2 separate regions of the Oryctolagus cuniculus genome follow, and region 2 is linked to region 1. Evidence: chromatin contacts called from public Hi-C data. All regions are on one chromosome and are shown on one strand. Each heading gives the region's core, a stretch centred on a gene start, on an enhancer-like site or on the middle of the called end of the contact. The rest is flanking DNA. Distances are from core to core; before and after follow the strand shown.

Region 1 (4,198 bases), core at 836-3,335:
GGTGCCGGATTCTGTCCCGGTTGCTCCTCTTCCAGTCCAGCTCTCTGCTGTGGCCCGGGAGTACAGTGGGGATGGCCCAAGTCCTTGGCCCTGCACCCGCATGGGAGACCAGGAGAAGCACCTGGCTGCTGGCTTCGGATCAGGGCGGTGCGCTGGCCGCAGAGGCCATTGTGGGGTGAACCAACGGAAAAAGGAAGACCTGTCTCTCTGTCTCTCTTTCTCTCACTGTCCACTCTGCCTGTCAAAAAAAAAAAAAAATACCCTCATAACCAACCGAGTCTGTCAATCGCAGCAACTGTACCTCCAGTCGGTGAGAGGCTGGAGGCTGCCACAGCATCCCATAAGGTGAATTCAGACTGCAGCCAATCAGGTTGTTTCTGGTGTCCCTCCACTTACTCAGGTATGAGTGGACCCCACGCAGGTGGTGGGTAGGGCATTTGGAACCAACTTCAGGCCAGAATGTCTGCTCTTTCTTACTCAAACTTTGCTGCCTTTAATGGATCCCAGAATTTTCTTTACAAGCAGATACAGGTGATGAACATGACGGTTTGACTAGTTACTTGAAATCTATCCAGAGCTCACTTTACTCTGAGAGTGAGCACCTATGACAAATGGCGCTCTGCAGAAGCCTGGTGTTGGAGCCCCAGGCTGATGCCCTTTTCTGAAGCAATGTCTGTCCCCCAGCTGTTGTGAATATTGGGTGCTAATGGCTTCCAGCTGCTCCTTCCCCAGAGGATCACCCTCAGTGTGCAAGGGAAGTTTGCCAGGGAAGTTACTTCTGCCCCCGCCCCCATACAGTCATAACCAACAATCAACTGACTGGTGTGGGAATACAAATATGTGGTGTGTCTTATGTTCCAGGGTCTTCCATGGCATCAGGCTGAGGCCAGACCTTACCTAAGACCACCTGCTGTCCATGATGTTTCATCCCCTTCCTTACAGGATTTTCCTAAAAATGCTCCAACAGGGTGTCTCAGCCTCTGCTGGGACCTGGCCTTCATGTGCTGTGGTTTTCTAGTCCCTGTATTCATTCCTTCTTCTCTTTTCTTGCTTTTCAAATATTCTTTAGTGTGTGAGTCATTGCTTTTATGTAGCCAAACATCAGGAAGCTGTGGGTGAAACTGTCAACATTCACTTTAGTTCCAAGAGCACTTCAAAAAGTTCATAGAAAATGGAATTAAAAAGTAAGTTATTTTGATGCAAAAAATTTGAAATCCATGCAGTTTTTTCACAGTTCCTATTTTTCATAAAAGTTTTTGAAAATCCTTCGTATTTCTTTAGAAGTCAGTTTTCCTCTGAAGATGATTACACTCAACATCAAAAAAAATCGACATAATTTATCAGGTCAATCAATTTCAAAATTCAGAAAAAAATGAATAAAACATAATTTCCATGATTTCTATGCAGTTTGACCAAGTATAACATCTAATTCCATTTTTTAAAGATTTATTTATTTGAGAGGCAGAGCTACAGAGAGAGAGAGGTGTCTTCCATCCACTGGTTCATTCCCCCAAATGACTGCAACAGCCAGAGCTGGGCTGATCCAAAGCCAGGAGCCAGGAGCTTCTTCCAGGTCTTCCATGTGGGTGCAGGGGCCCAAGGGCTTCGGCCTTCTTCTACTGCTTTCCCAGGCCATAGCAGAGAGCTGGATCAGAAAAGGAAGACCTCATCAGTATACGTATCAGCACCCATATGGGATTCCCAGGCCACATACAGAGGCTTAGCCTACTATGCCACAGCGCCAGCTCCTCTAATTCCATTTTTAAATGAGACTAAAATTAATTCATAATTCTAAGTTTGTTGTGTCTAATCCTGAAAGCAGAAACAGTACTTGAGGTTAAGAAAATAAAACCAAATTAGTTTAACTAATTTGCCAGTGTGATTAAAGGATTCATTTTATATGCTTCATAAAATGACTCATTTACTGTATTGCAACAGCAAAACTGATAAGAATTTGTAATTTATGGTACTTACACAATTTGTTATTTTGAACTAAGCAATTGCTTCTCCTAAAGTGTCCTTCAATGTCGGTGAGCTATTAGACTAACCATAACATTACACAACAAAGTGCTCAATGGGTAACTAGGGAAGGATGATGAAAATGACGCTATGAGCTATGTCACTTGAGCAGCTACCAAATCCTCATGATCACCACAGAGAATGGGCCAATAGGTGGTGCTATGGCTCTGTGTAATGTCTCCAGAAGACAGGAGTGAGACAGGCTGGGGGAACTATTTGCCAGGAAAAAAGACATAGGACAAAAACCTACCCCCATCTCCTATATCCTCCAAAAGATGGTCATTCCTAAATCTTTGTTTTCTGAGCTCTGTCACTAATCTTGTCTCATTGAATTAAATTGAAATACTCAAGTTTTGTGTTCCTGGCCAAAGCAATAGCTAACATGCCATGCAAGGTTCCAACAGACCTTTAATATTTCTGTAAACAAATTTTGTATTAGTATATAGAGAACTTATTTGATGTATTTCACAGATACAGTTCTAAGAAGATAACTGTACTTCTCTCTTGTGCTCTCTCCCTCACTCCCCTTCCTTCCTTCTTTCTTTATTCTTTAATTTTTGTAAAAACATAATTTCAATTTACTTTATAATCACAAGCTTAACGCACCACTAACTATGATATTCGACAAGTAAAAAGACGACTGTTGTACAGGAATATCGACGAGGGCTGAAGACAATAATCAAATCATAAGATGTGCATTTCATTCTTATACATTTTATTTAATATTTTTTCTTTAATATTTCTCAAAGGATTAAAAAGTCACCCTACCCCCGTGCAGAAGGGGCAAATACACTGTGGGACAGAAGTCTTTAAAAGCCGACAGTGGTGGAAAGCCTCTTAGAGTGCATCTGGCTTCTGCAACTTCTGCTAGAATTGTTGTGCAATTATCTTTTGGGAAAGAAAATAGAATGAGGGGCCGGCGCTGTGGCGCAGTGGGTTAATGCCCTGGCCTGAAGCACTGGCATCCCACATGGATGCCAGTTTGAGACCTGGCTGTTCCACTTCCAATCCAGCTCTCTGCTATGGCCTCGGAAAGCAGTAGAAGATGGCCGAAGTCCTTGGGCCCCTGCACACACATGGGAGACCAGAAGAAGCTACTGGCTCCTGGCTTTGGATTGGCATAGCTCCAGGCATTGTGGCCAACTGGGGAGTGAACCAGCGGATGGAAGCTCTCTCTCTCTCTCTCTCTGCCTCTCCTTCTCTCTCTGTGTAACACTGACTTTCAAATACATAAATAAATCTTAAAAAAAATAGAATGAAATAATTATTTAACTTTCTAAATTCAAAAGATAGACAATTTGCAATAAAGTGTTATAAAATTTAAAATAGCTCTGAAAAAGAACTCGAGCTGTACTGAAGGAAAGACGAGCAGCACGGACGGTAGATAAACAGCAAGGTCTCTTTAAAGCACTGCTCTGTGCATGCAGGATTGATTTTTTTTCCCTTTTCTCTGGAATAGAATTTATCCTCCTAGCATTAGTTTTTTAACATCAGTTGTCATGCTTTAGAAAGAGGTCCAGGTGTAGAAAGAAAGTCACCTTGAAATTAAAAATTTGACACAAATAATCAACTGAACTGTGAAGATTTTACCTCATTAGACATGCTTTTTACTACTGATTTAAGAAGACAAATTGCTTTTGACTCCAGTGGTCTCACAAGAAGATGCTGGTCTCACCAAACTAATCCACTAACCGTCTTCAATTATTGTTACCTTTCAGGAAATCACAATCAAAGAAAAGTAAGTTGTATTGAAAAGTAGAGTGAGAAATAAGATGCAATAAAAATGGTGCTTTAGAATGCTTGTAAACTTTCTATGCACCTGATCATAGTTTTGGCAACTTTTTTTTTTTTTTTTGACAAATAGAGTTAGACAGTGAGAGAGAGACAGAGAGAAAGGTCTTCCTTCCATTGGTTCACCCCCCAAATGGCTGCCTTGGCCGGAGCTACGCCGTTCTGAAGCCAGGAGCCAGGTGTTTCCTCCTGGTCTCCTATGCGGGTACAGGGACCCAAGCATTTGGGCCATCCTCCACTGCCCTCCCGGGCCACAGCAGAGAGCTGGACTGGAAGAGGAGCAACCGGGACTAAAACCGGCATCCATATGGGATGCCAGTGCCGCAGGCGGAGGATTAACCAAGTGAGCCATGGATCTGGCCCCTTTGGCAACCTTTTGGGATAGGCA
Region 2 (4,198 bases), core at 1,117-3,616, 460 kb after region 1:
CTTACATCATTTAGGGCTTACTTTTCAGTTTAAATATATGCAATATAATCTTCAAATGTTCACCTAGTGTCTGCTTGCAAGACTAGTAGGCTCAGGGGACCAAGATGAGGATGGCCTGATTCATGTCTCTTGACCACTGTTGGATCCAATCAAGCAGTACTGCAGACACACACTTCTACAGTCATGTGTCAGTTAACAGGAAACGTCCTGTGTTTTGGTGGTTGCCATTGTATGAACGTCACAGAGTGCACATGCACAAACCTAGATGGTGCAGGTCAACCGCCTGACACGGCGACTTGATCCAGTGATGGCAAGTGGAAAACATCTCCGAGGCTGCTACTGACGTTAACAAAGCACAAGTTTCTTGTTCTTTTTTGTTACTTGAAAGAGTACACTCAAAAATAATGATAAAAAGTATGGTATGTGGGCTGGTGCTGTATGTGCCTCGGTTCCAGCCCTGGCTGCTCCACTTCTGATCCAGCTTCCTGCTAATATGCCTGGAAAGCAGCCGAACATCGCTTTCTTTCAAACTTTTTTTCTTAAAGTAAACATATAGAGTAACACAGTCACTTATCATCAAGCATTAAGTACCATACATGTTAGCATGTGCTATACTCCTGTATGACAGCGACCCCATCACTAGTTTTCTGGAGTCCCTTCTCTATAATCTTGTGGGACCACCGCTGTGTACGCAGCCAGGTGACCCACGTGCCTTTGTGCAGCAGGCACGTGACCATGCGTATTACTGGAAAACCTGATGGTCTTATGAATGAATGGATCTGCCACACCAAGAGTCTCTGAAACCACAACAGGAGCTGGACCCGGTCCCAGCTTGGGGGGAGGGCGAACATGGCCCCAGCAGGCGGCCTGCACCCCTCACTCTGAGCTTCTGCCTCACCCCCAACCAGTCCTGGAGCGACAAGCCTTGGGGACCCCACGTGCCCACCGGACAGCGGCCAGAAGGCAGCAGACTCGAGAAGCCGCGGGCTGCAGGGAGCAGCGCACGTGGAGCCGGTGCGAGGAAGCCCTCGCCACATCATCCACACACCCCCGCCATGCACACTCGCTCCGTCGCAGGTGCTGACGGCCCACGGCCATTTTAAAGGCGGATCTTCGTCCTCCTGGTCCCCCGCGCCCCAAATATCCTGCAGTGAGGAAGCCGGCGACCTCTGCGAGGTGGAGCGGCGGCCAACTCGAGCCTCCTCCCCGCTCTTTGGCCGCACAACAACTGGGCGCTTCCGCCCGAGGATCCAGCGCTCTCACCTGCCCGTCAGCCGCTGCGCCTCCCCAGGCCGGCCCCAGAAGCCGGAACGCACGCAGATGCCCCCGGAGCCGCGCCACCTTTGCCCCGCGCGGACGCAGCGCATGCGCAGCTCTGCGGCGGGCGCGCAGCCCCCTCGGATTCCGCGCATCCGGGTTTTAGGGGAAGTTCTAGGTCAAGGCAAGGACAGGAGGCGGGGTTTGTTCACTGTCAATCTTAGCAGGTTTTCGGAACCGAAGATACTAACACTTCAGATTTAATTAACATATCCAAAGCAAACAGTGCCTGTTTTTCGGTGTAGGATTAGCAAGTTATGTATTGTATGAGTGGAAATAGGCCTAACGCTTCTCAGCCCGGCGTCCCCCCCCCCCCGCCCCAGACTCGACCTAGCACACAGCGCCGAGGCCCCGCCTCTGTCTCTGGCTGCCTCGAAAAGCAGGAGAAACGGAGCTTCCCGTGAGGACTGCGTGGGTCCGGCTGGAGGCCAGGCCGGCGCAGGCAGAGCCTGTCGCGCCCCTGCGCGTCTCCCTTCGGATCCCCCTGGTTCCGTCCAGGAATGTGGTCCTGTACGCAGTGTCAGGCCTCCCTACTTTGTGGCGACTCCAAGACAAAACTTTTATTCTCTTGTGTCATTAAAAGGAGTTACAGAGCACGCTGTGTTTAAGCGAGCTACCTTAAGTTCCTCCGGCACTGTGAAAGCAGCCTTTGCTGTCCAACCTTTCTTACGACCTTACGTACCCAAGATCCCTTCCGTCCTTGCGCTAGGAATTTAACTGTGTCAACAAGACCTACCGCAGAAACCACGTTTAAATTTTCTCTCGATCGTTTCGGCTCTGGCCGGGAACCGTGATTCGTTACCAGCCAATCACATCGATTGCGTGCCCAGCCTCCGCACGGACAACCTCTGCCGCCATGTTTGTTTTGGGCTCCGGAAAGCCGCCATCACAGTCATGGAAGCCATTTTTGTTGTGGGTAGGCTTCTCGCAGCTCGCCTACCGTTTTGCCGCCATCTTAACTCCTGGCAATGGCTTCAGGCCTGCGGCGAAGCTGCCCGGATCATCTTGCGTTCGGGCGGCGGCTGTGAATGCCAAACGCGCGGGGAGATCTGGGAAAAAAAGGAAATTGACGCGAAACTCGAAATCCCCAAGCGCCTCAAAGTTGGCTAGCTGCAGAGCTTGCTGCCTGCCTAGGCTGTTTCCCCAGCCAGGTGCTTCTCCGCCGGGGACCCTGGGCAGTTACAAAACACAAAAGCCAGAACCCAAACCCCACCACCATCCTAGGTAAGCACAGAGCTGACTACGACCCAAGATGTGCCTTGACTTGAACTCGGCTGCTCGCCCTCGCCTCTTTCCCTTTTTAATTTTGCTTTCAAATTTTAGCGTCTTCCTAATTCTCCTCCCTGGGCTTCCACCCCGCTCCGTGTTTTTCAAAGAGCTAGGAAGGTGTTAAACATCAGGGTACGGGATGCCTGCCCTTTAAAGTGAAAATGCGCCGGAGAAATCTGTTTTGTTTGTTTGTTTGTTTGTTTTTAGGACATTTTTTGGAGCCCAATGGATGGGCCAGGGATTTGTATTAAATTATGGCTGCCTGCATCCATGTGTGCAAATGCAGCGTTCTTCCCAGTGTTGGGATGCGACGTCCCATTCATTCACGTACTCACTGCGTTAACTGAGTGTCTAGTTTGTGTTAGGCCATACAAATTCAGCCCAAACGGAAAACCTGTTATGGAGCTTGCACCCCATCACCGTGACGGGTACTGGGTTGGGGTAATCAGGTATTGTGCGGTTCTTAGCACTGCTGTACTACTTTGCTTGCTCCTCTCTCTAACCCATCTGCTGTCCCCCTCTGTCTTTAGGCCTGTGCTAGGCATGAATTGTGTTGATACTTAAATCTTAGGTCTTAGATGTAATCGTATCTGTAAGCCAAGTGACTGGTGCATTACAGCCAGTATTCAAGTGATTTAGGTCCTCCTGGACCAGGTGTGGCCTGCCTGTCAGCAGCATCAGCACCACCTTGTTTGTGAGCTTGTTTGTGCTACAAGACCCAGATGTGCTGACAGCAAATCTTCCCCATGAGCTGCAGCTGACTGGGGAGAGCACTAATTCAGGACATGGGCCCAATCCGCACTTTTTAACCAGATCCACAATGTCTTCTCGGTTTATTGCGTGTATTAAATGCAGTGCATGTTTGGAATAATTATGTAGTCATCATCCAGAAAGCTGAAAAGCCGTTTTACCGGTCCAGTACACATTTATGTAATATCCGTTACAACATCTGTAATGTAGTATTATTTTTAACTCCTAACATCTAGTTTACAGCTCATTTGCATTTGGAAAAAAAAGAAAATGCTTCCTATGCTTCTTGATTTCTTGTGACTTGCATGCATATTTGACTTTTAATTTGTTAACAGTTGAACTCAAAAGTCTGCCTGTGGACAGCAATTTAATACTGATTTGAAAACTTTGGGCTGTGGTTTACCAAATCTTTTGGAGGCACCTTGCTCTCTTCTGCCTCTTCCTTTAATGAGAAATCTGCATCAGGGGTTCTCAGCCTTGGCTGCACAGGACGATCACCTGGGGAGCTTTTCAGGTGCTCCCGCATCAGCCACACTCAAGACCTCCTGACTGTTACCAGGAGCTGGTAGAGTGTGAGAGAACAGCAGGTGGTTTTATGTTTCTCATGTTGCTCTTTGCTAGATTTTTCACTCCTTTATAGTTTTGTTTAAAACAATTGTGATTTTTTGGAAAGAATAATTGGATTGGGAATGTAGTGAACCAACTTCCCGGTATCTGACCAACTTTATTTATTCTATCCTAAGTAAGTTGGCCAGCCGGTCTTTCTCTGTGTCCTCCACGTATTGATTAGAAAAAGAGAAATGAAAGTCCCTGTTGTTTCTTATTTAGTTTCGTGCGAATGGTGTGGGGTGTATTGAACCCA

Evidence for each region. Hi-C and Micro-C count contacts between places; a contact is called where the count stands out from the background.
Region 2: a Hi-C map of embryonic fibroblasts shows a contact between it and region 1, with 4 times the contacts expected there. The contact joins the promoter of SLX4IP here to the enhancer-like site in region 1. A contact is called at or near these places in 3 of 6 Hi-C or Micro-C datasets (embryonic fibroblasts, skin fibroblasts and an unstated tissue).

The regions. Positions count from the first base shown.
Region 1 is chr11:34,891,781-34,895,978 of mOryCun1.1, forward strand. No RefSeq gene overlaps it. Among named protein-coding and RNA genes, the nearest start is that of ANKEF1, 51 kb to the right of the region's middle. Within about 2 kb of position 2,086, at least 1 of the 8 cell types and tissues checked has an H3K27ac peak or open chromatin away from gene starts, as enhancers often do.
Region 2 is chr11:35,348,061-35,352,258 of mOryCun1.1, forward strand. It overlaps SLX4IP (SLX4 interacting protein), which reads left to right and starts at 2,367. Exons shown (of 10, transcript XM_008256377.4): 1 at 2,367-2,541.